2 separate regions of the Arachis hypogaea genome follow, and region 2 is linked to region 1. The links are chromatin contacts, called in public Hi-C maps. All regions are on one chromosome and are shown on one strand. The core of a region is the stretch at or near the end of the contact, and the rest is flanking DNA. Distances in the headings are between cores, read along the strand shown.

Evidence for each region. Hi-C and Micro-C count contacts between places; a contact is called where the count stands out from the background.
Region 2: a Hi-C map of leaf shows a contact between it and region 1, with 4 times the contacts expected there. The contact joins the promoter of LOC112796623 here to the promoter of LOC112796618 in region 1. A contact is called at or near these places in 2 of 8 Hi-C or Micro-C datasets (both in leaf).

Annotation. Positions count from the first base shown.
Region 1 is chr4:31,768,187-31,774,207 of arahy.Tifrunner.gnm2.J5K5, forward strand. LOC112796618 reads left to right here and starts at 2,871. Exons shown (of 4, transcript XR_003199304.3): 1 at 2,871-3,491; 2 at 4,650-4,807; 3 at 4,964-5,065.
Region 2 is chr4:31,928,423-31,934,450 of arahy.Tifrunner.gnm2.J5K5, forward strand. LOC112796623 (tRNase Z TRZ1) reads left to right here and starts at 2,995. Exons shown (of 10, transcript XM_025839174.3): 1 at 2,995-3,829; 2 at 4,354-4,475; 3 at 5,422-5,640. The coding sequence starts at 5,431. It overlaps LOC112796622, which reads left to right. Exons shown (of 4, transcript XM_025839169.2): 4 at 1,039-1,285.

The sequences.
Region 1 (6,021 bases), core at 1,621-4,120:
GTGTATCTGCTTCATTTTGCACTGCCGGATTACCTGCATGGCTACATTGTCTCCATCATTATTTTTGTCATCGACTTCGTAATTGGCTTCAAACTCTTCTTCATTGTTGTTGTTATCTTCTTCCCAATCTATATCCCCGAGTTTATTAACATTCACATCCTTGTTAACCATGTCCAACCCTGTATGCTATTTAAACCCAACGTACAACTCTATCATCGATCGGCACGTGAAATCGGGTTCGTTAATAAATATAGAACATCTATTGCATATATGCATCGTCAGAGATGGACATTATTTAAAATTGTATCAGCCCACCTAGGGGTGGCAAAACGGGTCAAACCCGTCGGGCCACGCCCGCCAAATATGTTTAAAAAGGCGGGTCAAGATAGATTTTGGAACCCACCAAATTAAAAAAAAATGCCAAATTTGCGAGTTTTGGCGGGGCAGGGCGGGACGGCCCGCTGGGCCAAGTATTTTTATTTTTTTTATTAAATAAAAGAGTGATTACTACTACAAATTAATAATTATATAATTTTTAAAAATATTTTTTATTTTTTATTTTTATTCTTCTTTTAATTATTTACTTTATTTATTTTATTTTACAATTTTGTATATATGCTTAAATTATGTGACTTATTTTTTAAAACAAAGATAGTTCTATTGATAAATATTATTTTAAATAATTTTGTTGAAATTAAAAATTAAAAAGAAGATAGTAAAAAATTTATCTTATAATTTGACTATTTTTTATTTGTATTTAATTTTTTAATTATTAATTTTTATTAATTTTAATAAATTTTATTTTTCAAAAAAAGAAAAAAAAAAGAGTCAAGCGGACTACCCCGTCAACCCGCCAATCCGCCATAAAGCGGGGCGAGTTAGCATTTTGAACTCACTTTAGTTGGCGGGGCGGGCCAGCCCGTCCTGTTTATGGTACGGGTCTAGGCGGGGCGGGGCGGGTTGGAGCGGGCCGATCCGCTTTGCTATCCCTAAGTCCACCAAATAATTGTACAGGATTTTTGTATAAAATGTTGCGCACCCTCTTTTAAATATGACTTTGTATGTTCTCACAAATACCAGTTTGCAATTCTAGAAAACTCATGGTGCATGGAATAACAAAGAAAAATGGACATTCACAATGAAAAGTCACTCTTTCGTTTGTGTTTGGTATAATCTTACCGTAATAATACACTCGCAAATTTTTAATATCTTCCATAACCTCAACTTCACCTAACCCAACTTTTTGAATACTAATGATTATAAAAAAAACTCACAAGTATGAAAGATATGAAAGAAAGAAGAATGAGAGTGGAAGTGAGGTATGAATCATGGATAAATTGACTTTGGTATATATCGACAAGACTTTCGATTAAAATATTTTTTTCTATACAAAACTCAATTTGCGTTTTTTAGCTTTCAATAAATTTTTTTTCACACATTTAAAACGCAACCTGCATTTTGATTTTTCGAAAAAAAATTTAAGATGTGTTTTGTTTACATTAAAAAAAAACAAAAAAAAAATAGGTTAAAAATGAAAAACGTAACCTACGTTTTGTGTGTTATAGAAACAAAAAAAAGACAAAAAAGTAAAAACGCAAAACGCAACCTGTGATTTTCAGTGACATCATAGTAGTATAAATATTTTATATACTTCTATTTCATTGAGTTATACCATAATTATTTTTATATGTAAAAAAATGAATCGCTATATGACTAACAAATATTATTATTTTTAGCTAATAATATTTAACTTGCAATAATTTACATCTATATTTATAAAAATTTACACACAAAATATACATATAGTTTACACTTATATTTATTAGAATCTTGTATAGATAAATCAATATAATTTATATCCATATTTTTTTAGAATTTTTATACATAAATTAATAAAATTTATTTGTTAAAGATAATTTAGTGTTTATGCTAGTCTAATAATAACAAAAAATATTAAAAATTATTTACCTCTAAAAATTTCTCTTTATATTATGCACAAAATTAAATTTTAATTTAAATTATAAAATTTTAAAATTTGAATTTCATATAATATAATTTAAACCATCTGATCCAAACTGTAATTTTGATTACATTAAAAATTAAATTTAAATTAATTTAACAAAGATGTAATCGTGCATCAAATTGGATCGAATTAAAAAATAAAAGAAAAAAGTATACTTTAAATTACAATAAATTAGATTATTTTTATCTTCTAAATCTATCTAAAAGTAAAAAAATCTCTTGTTTTTTTTCTGTTTTATTTATATATTAGAAGAAGAATAATTATTGATAAAAACTCATATATTTTGTTAAAATGATAATTAAAAATTTTAAATAATAATTTATCTAAATATATTAAAATTATTTAATAATTATATATGAATTTTTTTATTATTAAAATAAAAGTTTTTTAAATAAATAATTTAAATATTTTATTTATAGATATAGATAATTTATAATATATTTATCTATTTTTATTTTATTTATATATTTTATTTATAATGTAAACAAATTAATATTACTTATATCATGTTTATATAAACGAGATATAAGTAATATTAATTTATTTATAAGATAAACAAAATGCGTAAGTAAAATAAAAATTAGTAAATGCATTATAAATTACTGTATTTTTTAAATAAAATATTTAAATACTTATTTCTACAAAAACTATGTTCAGTTATTTTTTTATGTATCAAAATATTAAAATTTATAAAAATATAATATTTATAGTATTTTTTATTAATTCAAAAATTCTTTATATGTATAAATATAAAAATTAATTTTTTAATTAATTAATATTAATTTTAAAATTTAAAATTTAAAATTTGTGATAAATATTAAATACAGTCCTTAATTATCTAACAACTAGAATTTGAGGTTATATTTTTTTTAAAAAAAAAGAGCGTCCTGACCTACAGTAGAGCGATCCACGTGCCGCCCCCTGTATCCTCTCCACACCCTCCACCGCCTTTCTTTTCTATTCTCTTCTCTTCTTCCCCACGCCATGTCGTATTTATAAATTATAAGTAACCTCTCTCACTCTCTCTCTCTCTCTCCATTCCATTCCATTCCCATGGCTCGCTTCTTTATCTCCAAGACCATAACCTTCCTCCACCGCCACCACCCGCACCCTCCCAAACCCCTCTTCACTCTCTCCCTCCGCCACCGATCCTCCCACTCAGCCAACAACAACGGCACCCTCATGGAGCTCGACCTTCCCTCCACCTCCTCCTCCTCCAATGCCGCTGCTGACTACGACGTTACCATGAGGATGTTCGACGACCTAATCCACCGAATCCTCGTCAGGAAGGCCACACCCGATTGGCTCCCTTTCGTTCCCGGCTCCTCTTTCTGGGTCCCACCGCGTCCAGCTCCCTCAAATGTCGTCGATTTGGTGCATAAGTTAACCACCGAGGAACTCTCCGCAGAGGAGTCTCTCTCCCTCGCCACCCACCACGCTTGGCCCTCCTCCACCTTCTTCACCGATGGTAACAAACCCTTTTCCCCCATTCGCCCTTTTCAATTTTTCTTTTTTTATTTGAATTCTTCGTTTATTGAGAAATTTTAAAAAAACTTTCGTGTTTTCAATTTCATCGTTGTTAGGTACATCTTTCGGGTTCATTTTGTTTTGGTATTTTCTGATGGATGATACGAAAAAATGAGAACTTCTTTGTGGTTTCCGCATTAAATTCGTAGCGTTTCTAGAAATGTGGGCTGGTTTGTAGCCCTCATCTTAGGTTGATTCCTTGGTTGAGATCATGGTAATTATGAATGCACTGGAACCCTTTTCCCCGAAAGCTGGAGAAGTTTATGTAGGGATGAATATGATTCTAGGATATGGGTTTGGTTTAGTTTGATTAATTTAACGGAAAATAACATTCGTTTTTGCTATGGTATGATGAAATCTAACCCGACTCTCCTCCATTTTTATTTCTTAAAAACATGCATTGACATCTCTTGGTAAAGATTACACTTGGTATTTTTATTCCTTCAGGAAGGGGAAAAAAGGGTACACTTGTTATCCTCATAATTTGTAAATTGTTGCACTAACCGGTATGAACATCACAATGAATTTCAACAAACCTCATATGAAGCTGGAGTTGTTTTGGGATGATATGCGGTTGGGTCTTTTTATTCAACATTACTATGACACTTTTTCCAGTATGAATGACCATGATGGCCATGTTCCTGCATTTTCTTGTAAAGATTACAATGTTAATTGCCAAAATTCATTCTTGGCCAATTAAGCATGCACCCTTCATAAAATTGTGTATTCCTAAGGGATGTTGGCCTGTTTGACCACTTTGTAAATCTTCTGCTCATGTTTTATGTTAGTTGATTCCTGTAACTAATACTACCTAGTAAAACAATAAAAACATGATAGTGCCTGCTGTTGGTTCTTGTAATGGGGATGAATTGGCCTTGTACCCTAAGGGAAGTTGCTGACTGGTTAATGAACCTCCAGCATTTGGCAGAGATATTTTTCTATATGCAAGTCTCGGCCAAAAGTAATTGATCTGAATATTAGGCTCACTGTATTCAATACATATTATAGATATGATGCTACAAATGAATCTTAATCTATAAGTGTGGAAATATTATGATTGATGAAGTCACACAATTTTTGTTTGTCTTTCTGCCTTCAGAGAACAATCAAGCAGATGGTGGAGATACTGATGTGGAGTTAAATAAACCAGAAGGGATGGAGGGAATGGTGAAAGTGAAAGTTCTGACAATCTCAGATACTGTGGCTCATGAAGATGAGGAAGGATGAACCAGTACCTTAGCCAAACAAGTTGCTGTGGTGAGCAGTTCTTTATCTTGGAACCATGATGCATACTGATATCAGTCTGCTGAAATGCGTGTTTTTGCTAATTGTTTGTGTGCAATATCATGTACTATCAAAAGCTTGAAAGTGTGTAAATAGCCTCCCTGTCTACTACTAATATCGAATTATCAGATTATCAGTTGGCTTGTTGTTGTGTTGTGATCGTCAATCAACCATACGAATGCGGTTTGATAAGTTCTCGGGAAGACCATTTCTAGCAGATTTGCATCAGGAGTAAGAAATTCATCTAAACATCCCATAGTAATTTTGTGGTTAAGAACTGCTGAAAGATGTGCCACCAATATTAGCATGTGTGTCAATGGACATGGTTTTACTGTACATTGCACATGTTTAACTTTTCATGATATATATTTTTTTATTTTGTTTTTTTGTTCTTCTTTTAATTTAAACAATAGACATGAGAACAGGGGCATTATTGGGTTGGTATTTTATACTCAACTGTATGACAATTTGATGATATAATGCTGAGTGCTAGTGTTCCCTTTGCATGAGGTGGTATGTACTGGTAGCGTGAGTGCATGCAGTACTAGAAGAAACTAAAAGGTTTAAATAGCTACATTTGCATGCAGGTGTCTCCTCTGTTTGACATGTGTTTATACCCAAACAAGGTTCCCAAAAACGGGCAGTATATATTTTGATGCAGCATATTTACAGAAGTTTTTTTTAAGCCTGATGGCCAATCTCTGCTACTGGGAAAATACTTGACTGATTTTTATTTGTTATTTTAGTTTGTTGTGTCTAGGGAACATATTAGCAACTGATATATCAATGTGAAATGAAAATTTTTGTTGGCAATGATATGTTTTTATAGGTCAGAATGTTGCATGATATATTGATGATTAATATTTGTAAACTATTAAAATTTGAATTCTAAATTAATGGACTAAAAGATTCAATAAGATTTCTAATTTTCATAGAATCACATGTATTTTTGAATAAATTTAGTGTGTTTTAATGAAGGGTGGAAGGGCATGGCTCAATGTTTGGACTAAATCATGCCCGACTCTTGTTTGGTTGTGTCAACATGTTTTACTTAACTCTAGTCATTTCATTCCTTCCCCTACCTAGTGGGATATGGCTTTGTTGTTGTTCTTGTAGTCATTTCATTCCTTGACCATGCTACTACTTACTGTAAAACTACTTTCAAACATTGTTTACATAGCTTTGGT
Region 2 (6,028 bases), core at 1,745-4,244, 160 kb after region 1:
ATTTGTGGAAGGAATTGTTGGCTGTTTTTTTTTTTTGGAGGTTTTGTTGTGATAATAACTTAATAAGTGAAAGTTCTCACCTTGGATTAGTGGGAAATGGAGCATCTTGCAAAAGTTTCTGTATTTTTTGTCATTCCATCTTGAAATGATTTTTTGTGAGCAGTTGTTAGCTTTGTTTAGCTGTTTGCTATATACAAAATTCTTTTGACCCTTTGGGAACTGCAGATGAGGGTGTTGTTTTAAATTGAATGGTGATTGATGATGATCCGTTGCTGCAATTGTGTATGAGAATAGAGTTATACTTAGTTTTGATATGATGGTGCATTTTGACTTTTGGAGGCCATGTCTTTCTATTAGAATTTATTACTGATGTTTCATGTGTTTGTGGACTTATAAATAGTTGTACTAAACAATTGATATTATTTTATTCGTGCAGATGATTGGTTGAGCTATAATTGTACCAAAATACACAATTTGTGATATTTTCCTAGCACACGTTTTTAGTTTTAGCTGCTGTATGACTCTTCCTCCTCTGTGTTTGAAATTATGGGCATGTTGTTTAGGGTTCGGAATTTACATATTAACTATGATGCTGTTTAATAACATTGTTTGCCGTTTCTTTCCAATAAAGGGTGCAGCACTTTTAGTTGTCCAACTCACAAATCACCGGTTCTCTTTGATCCTTCTGTTTGCTCCAAAATTTTCAGATTTAGAAGTTTTTATTGGGTATAGACAAGCTAGTTAGAAATATTTATGGAATGTTATACTTAACATGACATGACAATGAAATCGGTGGGGGGCTGAAATGCGTTATTTTTTAAATACTTACTATAGTGTGGGATAAATGATAAGAACTGACTGTGTATCAGAACTTCATAGTGTAGCAGAGCCCTCGCTGTGTCCAAAGTTCAAAACGTTCTGTTTGCGCAGATGATTATGTTTTGAATCTCAATAGTTTCATGACGTGTTTATTTTTTATCTTTTTATTTTTTTGATGTGGTTGTTGATATATGACTTAATTGATTTCTGCATTTGCAGGTTCCTGGTTGTTGAGTTGGAGATGATCGGCTTGCATAATCATTTTGTTTGAAAATCTGAATAATCAAGGCTTAACAATGCTGTTGCCTTCAATGTATTTCAGCGCTTAGATGGTTAAATAAGTTTTATTTGATACAGTACAGGGTTTCCTTGCATTTAAAATGTTAACTGAATCTGCGAAAGGTGGACATATTTCTTGTTTCCCTTGCGTTTAAAGTGACAATGGAATTTGTGGAAGGTGAACATATTTCTTGGTCTCTTCCTAGGCTGAGTCCTCTTCACGTGATTTTTTTTTTTCTAAACCAAAAATAATGATTGGAATAGGGGCATGAGAATCCAACAAAGGATTAGTTAAATGTGATTCATACGTTGAACAAATTCATTCAGCGACAATATGGTAAAAGTGTTGAATTTGATAGTGGGAAAATTGGACAAATATCGGTATAGGGTGTAATGGCTTGATGAAGCATGCTTATAATATTAATAAATGGTACATATAATTTAGACACCAAAGGAAATGACCCATATAATTTAAAATCAATCTAATACTATTGGTTAATTAATCCATTATTACATTTATGTTAATATGCAGCAAATATTTTCACCAGGAACAGTTTATCTTAATATGCTGCAAATATTTTCACCAGGATGCAACAATGACACTTGATTTGAATAGTTGTCTGAGAGTAAGAAGTAGGACAAATTGTGATTGATGACTTTTTCTAGAGGCACTGATAAATTTGCAGTGAAGTGTAAACTAGGATGTTGTCAAACCTTGAATTGTTCTCGGAACATTAAGCTTATGAAGACTTAAGGATTTAGTATCATGTTATGCTATAGGATACTAGTTTGAATTTGTAATAACTCTGACATGAGTCAGTTTTGTTCTGCATCAAGTCGAAGGAGGAGAGCTGCCTTTGAGTTTGTTGTGTAAGACCTCGAAGGGTTCCAGTTTACAAAATGTGGACGAAGATGAGATTTTGCAGAAATCAATGGCCTCTAAATGCAATGGTTCATTCACCGAATAATGGTAACGGTGTTACCGATAGACAGAAAGTGAAGTCATCTGGCAGTATTTGGAAAAAAAGGCAACCGGAAATATCTCCTGCTAAGACAGCAGAAAATGGCAACAAGGTACTTACCTATTCTCACAAATCTCACATTATGCATTTTGGTGCTTTGGAAGTAACTTTCTGCACAAACAAACTCTGGCAAAGCAAAAAACTGAGTGTATAATAAGATGAAAGTAAAGATTTTGTTGAAAATCAAATCTGAAATTCTATCCAATCCATGTAGTATGTTAAAAGTAAGATCAAATTCAATCCAAATTTTTGCACTTCTAATCGGTTTAATGGTTTTAATTGAATTGGATTGGATTGGATTACCTCTTACAAGCATAGATGCCTTGATGATGTTGGCTTGAAGAAGGACCATAATTCGAAAATTTTCACATTATCTTTTCAGGACTTGGAAGAAGAGAGTGATGATGTTGGCTTGAAGAAGCTGTTACAAGAAAAGAAAAGAAAGATGGAATTTGTGTTTGGAGGAGACTCTAAGGCAGCAGAGTTGGAATTTGAAAGACTTAGCAAATTGAAGACTAAACTAGATAGCATGAAGGTTAAATTAATTGAAGTTCAAAACCACAGAGCAAAGGGTGCAAAGGAACCATGTGTTATATATGTACCCATAGCTAAGTTAAGGGAAAAAGGTTGAATAATTAAGAGACTTTTTAGTACCATTTTATTTTATTTTATTTTATTTTAACAGAAGGTTATATAATATATAGTGTTTTTTCTTGTATAATGAAAGTGAAGCAAACCTAACAGGTGAGCCACTAGGAGTAGTTTAGATTCAAGCTTCATTGTCATAATGTACCCCAAAGAAAACGAAGTGAGGCAAAGCTGTTGAAGTTGGATTTGCTTATACATATTAATAATTTAACGTTAGCAATTGCTCATTGTAAGAAACACCCTTCCCCCCCCCCCCCCTTCTTTCTCTCTCCCTCTCCCCCCTTCCTCTCTCTCTTTGAAGTCTCTTATTATTATTTCAAAAAAACAAGCCTTTAAACATGCTTATATTACTTCTATCAGCTAACCAAGTTATAGGTTCAATTGTTGGATATCAAATACCGATTATCTCAAAAAGACTGTTTTGATTGTTCTAAGAACAAGAACTCTCACATTTAGAAGAGTCTTTGCAAGGCTTAAAGAAAATGATGAATTTGCTTGGTGTATTGAAAATTTGAACCAAAATTTTTTATTTTCTAGCTAGAAGAGAGAAGAGCAGTTATGTAATGAGATAGATTATGTTTCACATTTCTGATTCAAACCAGAATATTTGGTCAGTTGGTAGGTACTATTTGGAGACTCTTTATTTCCCTGCATCTCAGAATCTGAAAGATAACATTTTTTTTTCAATTTAGATGTGCAAACGGGGTCCGGAAGCGGGTGGGTATTGGTTTGGGGCTGATCCAAAGTCTATGACTCACGCAATAGTTATTTGTGGTTGTGTAAGCAGCTTTTTAGTTAGGAGGAGTGGGGAATTGGCTTTAGCTTTGGCACTAGCTTATTCTAAAAAAGCACAAATTTTTGATTTGGTTGTGTTTTAGTGAGACTCTTCCTACTATAAGCTTGTCCGTTTTTGCTTTCCTCGCTCTTGTCTTTGTGCCATCGCAATCGTCACCTTCCAGCCACTTGGTAGACGTTGTTGTCGCCGTCTCCCTCCCCTCGACTCCTCCTTCTCAGAAGCCTTGCAATCGCCAACGTGGCCTCTCAGATTGCAGTTCGAAAAGGTTAAATTGAGTATCAATTGAATTCAGCATAATTGGCAAAATCATGTTCTTTTTTTTTTTTAATTGTAAAGCGCATTTTGTACAAAAGGGTGCTACTTACGTTTTAATATGATTCATTTAGAGTATGGTTTGTTTCTCCGGAGCAACTAGTGTTACAGAGATTTGATTGTTGTTCAACCACAAAGGGGAAGATAAAAGAATGAACCTTGGTTCTATTTTGTCCGGTTGTGATGCACTGAGAATTGAGCTATTCAGGGGTTTGAATTGGTTTTGTTGTCATAGGTTATTATCCTCTTTTGGGGATTTGTGATTCCTAGTTCGCTGAGTGCCATTGATCATTGGTCGCCGGAGGTGAAGGTATGCTGTTGTTGTAACTGCAACTGAAACATGAAGTTGGGTTTTAGACTTGTAGTTTCTTCTTTGAGGCTGTACTAATTTTTTAGGAGAACTGTTTAGAAGGTTTGAATGTTAAAATAGAAGTTGGTCAATCATTGGTAAATCTCTTTCCCTTATTCGATTTTCAGGGGCAGGGGATGGTTTGTTTTGGACATCTTGGAAAAAATGTTGCTGAGATTGGTTCATATGCGGATGTGATTCTTGATGCTTGTTGCCAGAATATTGGAGAAGCTAATTAGAAATTTCTTGTGTAAGTTTGTGTTTTCAAATGTTTGCTGATTACTTTAATTAGAATTTTTTTGTGATTCTGAATTTTTGTTGCTGATGTGATGAGTTTCTGGGTAAGTTTGTGTTTGTTATTTATGTGATTTTTGATTTTTTTGTTTTAGTTATAAATTTTGATATTTGAATTTGTTTGTGATTTTTAATAATAAATTATGGACTAGTTATTATGTGAAATTATAAAATTTTGAATTTCATTAGCTTAAAAATCATTGAATTTAAATATTTAAAATTATATTTTGAATTGTTAATAATTTATTTTATATTTAATTAAATCGGTTTAACTACGATTCGATCTTGGTTGGACTATTAAACCAGTTATTTGACTGGTTCGGTTCTTACAACCTTGAGAAACTTAAAAAAAAAAAGTCTTAGTGATTTTTCTAAATATTACTCTTTTTCATCAATCAATCCCGTCTTCCCCCAATGGCCCAACCAAGAACCAACATAAGTCCCAAGTACTAAAATAGAGGCTCTTGCACACTCAATACCCAAAAAAAAAAAAAAACTGAAAAAAAAGGCTTGCACACTTCCGGCCACCGCCACAGCTGCTAGACCCAAAAGCTCCACGACTACGGAAACGGCACGTAGGTGTTCATACTCCCTTTGTGATTGTTGTGTTTGAATAAGATTAAATGTGTGTCACTGTGTTGTGTTTTTTTTTTTTTTTTTAATTTGGATTGTCAATTATGTTATGTGCATATTGTGCCTCTAATAGACTATTACGGTGTTGTTTAACAGATTAATACTATTTCATTTGAATTTGAATCATGCGCTTGTATACTTTTAAGTTACTCTGTGATTAGGCTTCTATTTCTTATCTTCTTTTAAGTTAATGGTTCTAGTTCCTATACTAATTTGTTCTGATCTCATGTTACTTCCTCTTATGATTTTCTTATTTTCTGTTATATCAGTTATTGTTTATGGAGCCAAAAAATGAGCAGCCAAATTCTTCAAAGAAAGCAAAGGATCTGAATATTGAGGGATACCCAGTTGGGGGTCTGTCCATTGGAGGCCATGAAACTTGCATCATATTTCCCACTCTTAAAGTAGCTTTCGACATCGGTCGCTGCCCACCTCGCGCCGTTTCCCAAGACTTTCTGTTGATCTCCCATGCGCACATGGATCACATAGTTAGTCTTCTTTGTGCATAATGCATGCATGAGATCCTGTTTGGAATTTTGTTGCACATGTATCACATTGTGATAATATTATCAAACCAGCATATGAATAATTTTTTGTTTATTGTTTAAGCTAATACTTTGAAGGGGAGCCTTGGAAAAACCAATTGAGTTGTCTCTGTGTGATTTCAAAGTCACGGGGGTCACAGGTTCAAACCGTGGAAGCAGCCACTGATGTAATTATCACGTTAGGCTGCGTACATTACACGGTGCGGCCCTTCCCCAAACCCTGCATTAACGGGGATGCTTGTGCAGCAAGCTGCCCTTTATGCTAATATTTTGCATCGGGGTTTTATCTAGTGAATGTATGGCTGAATTAATTTGTTGTTGAACTTCTGTC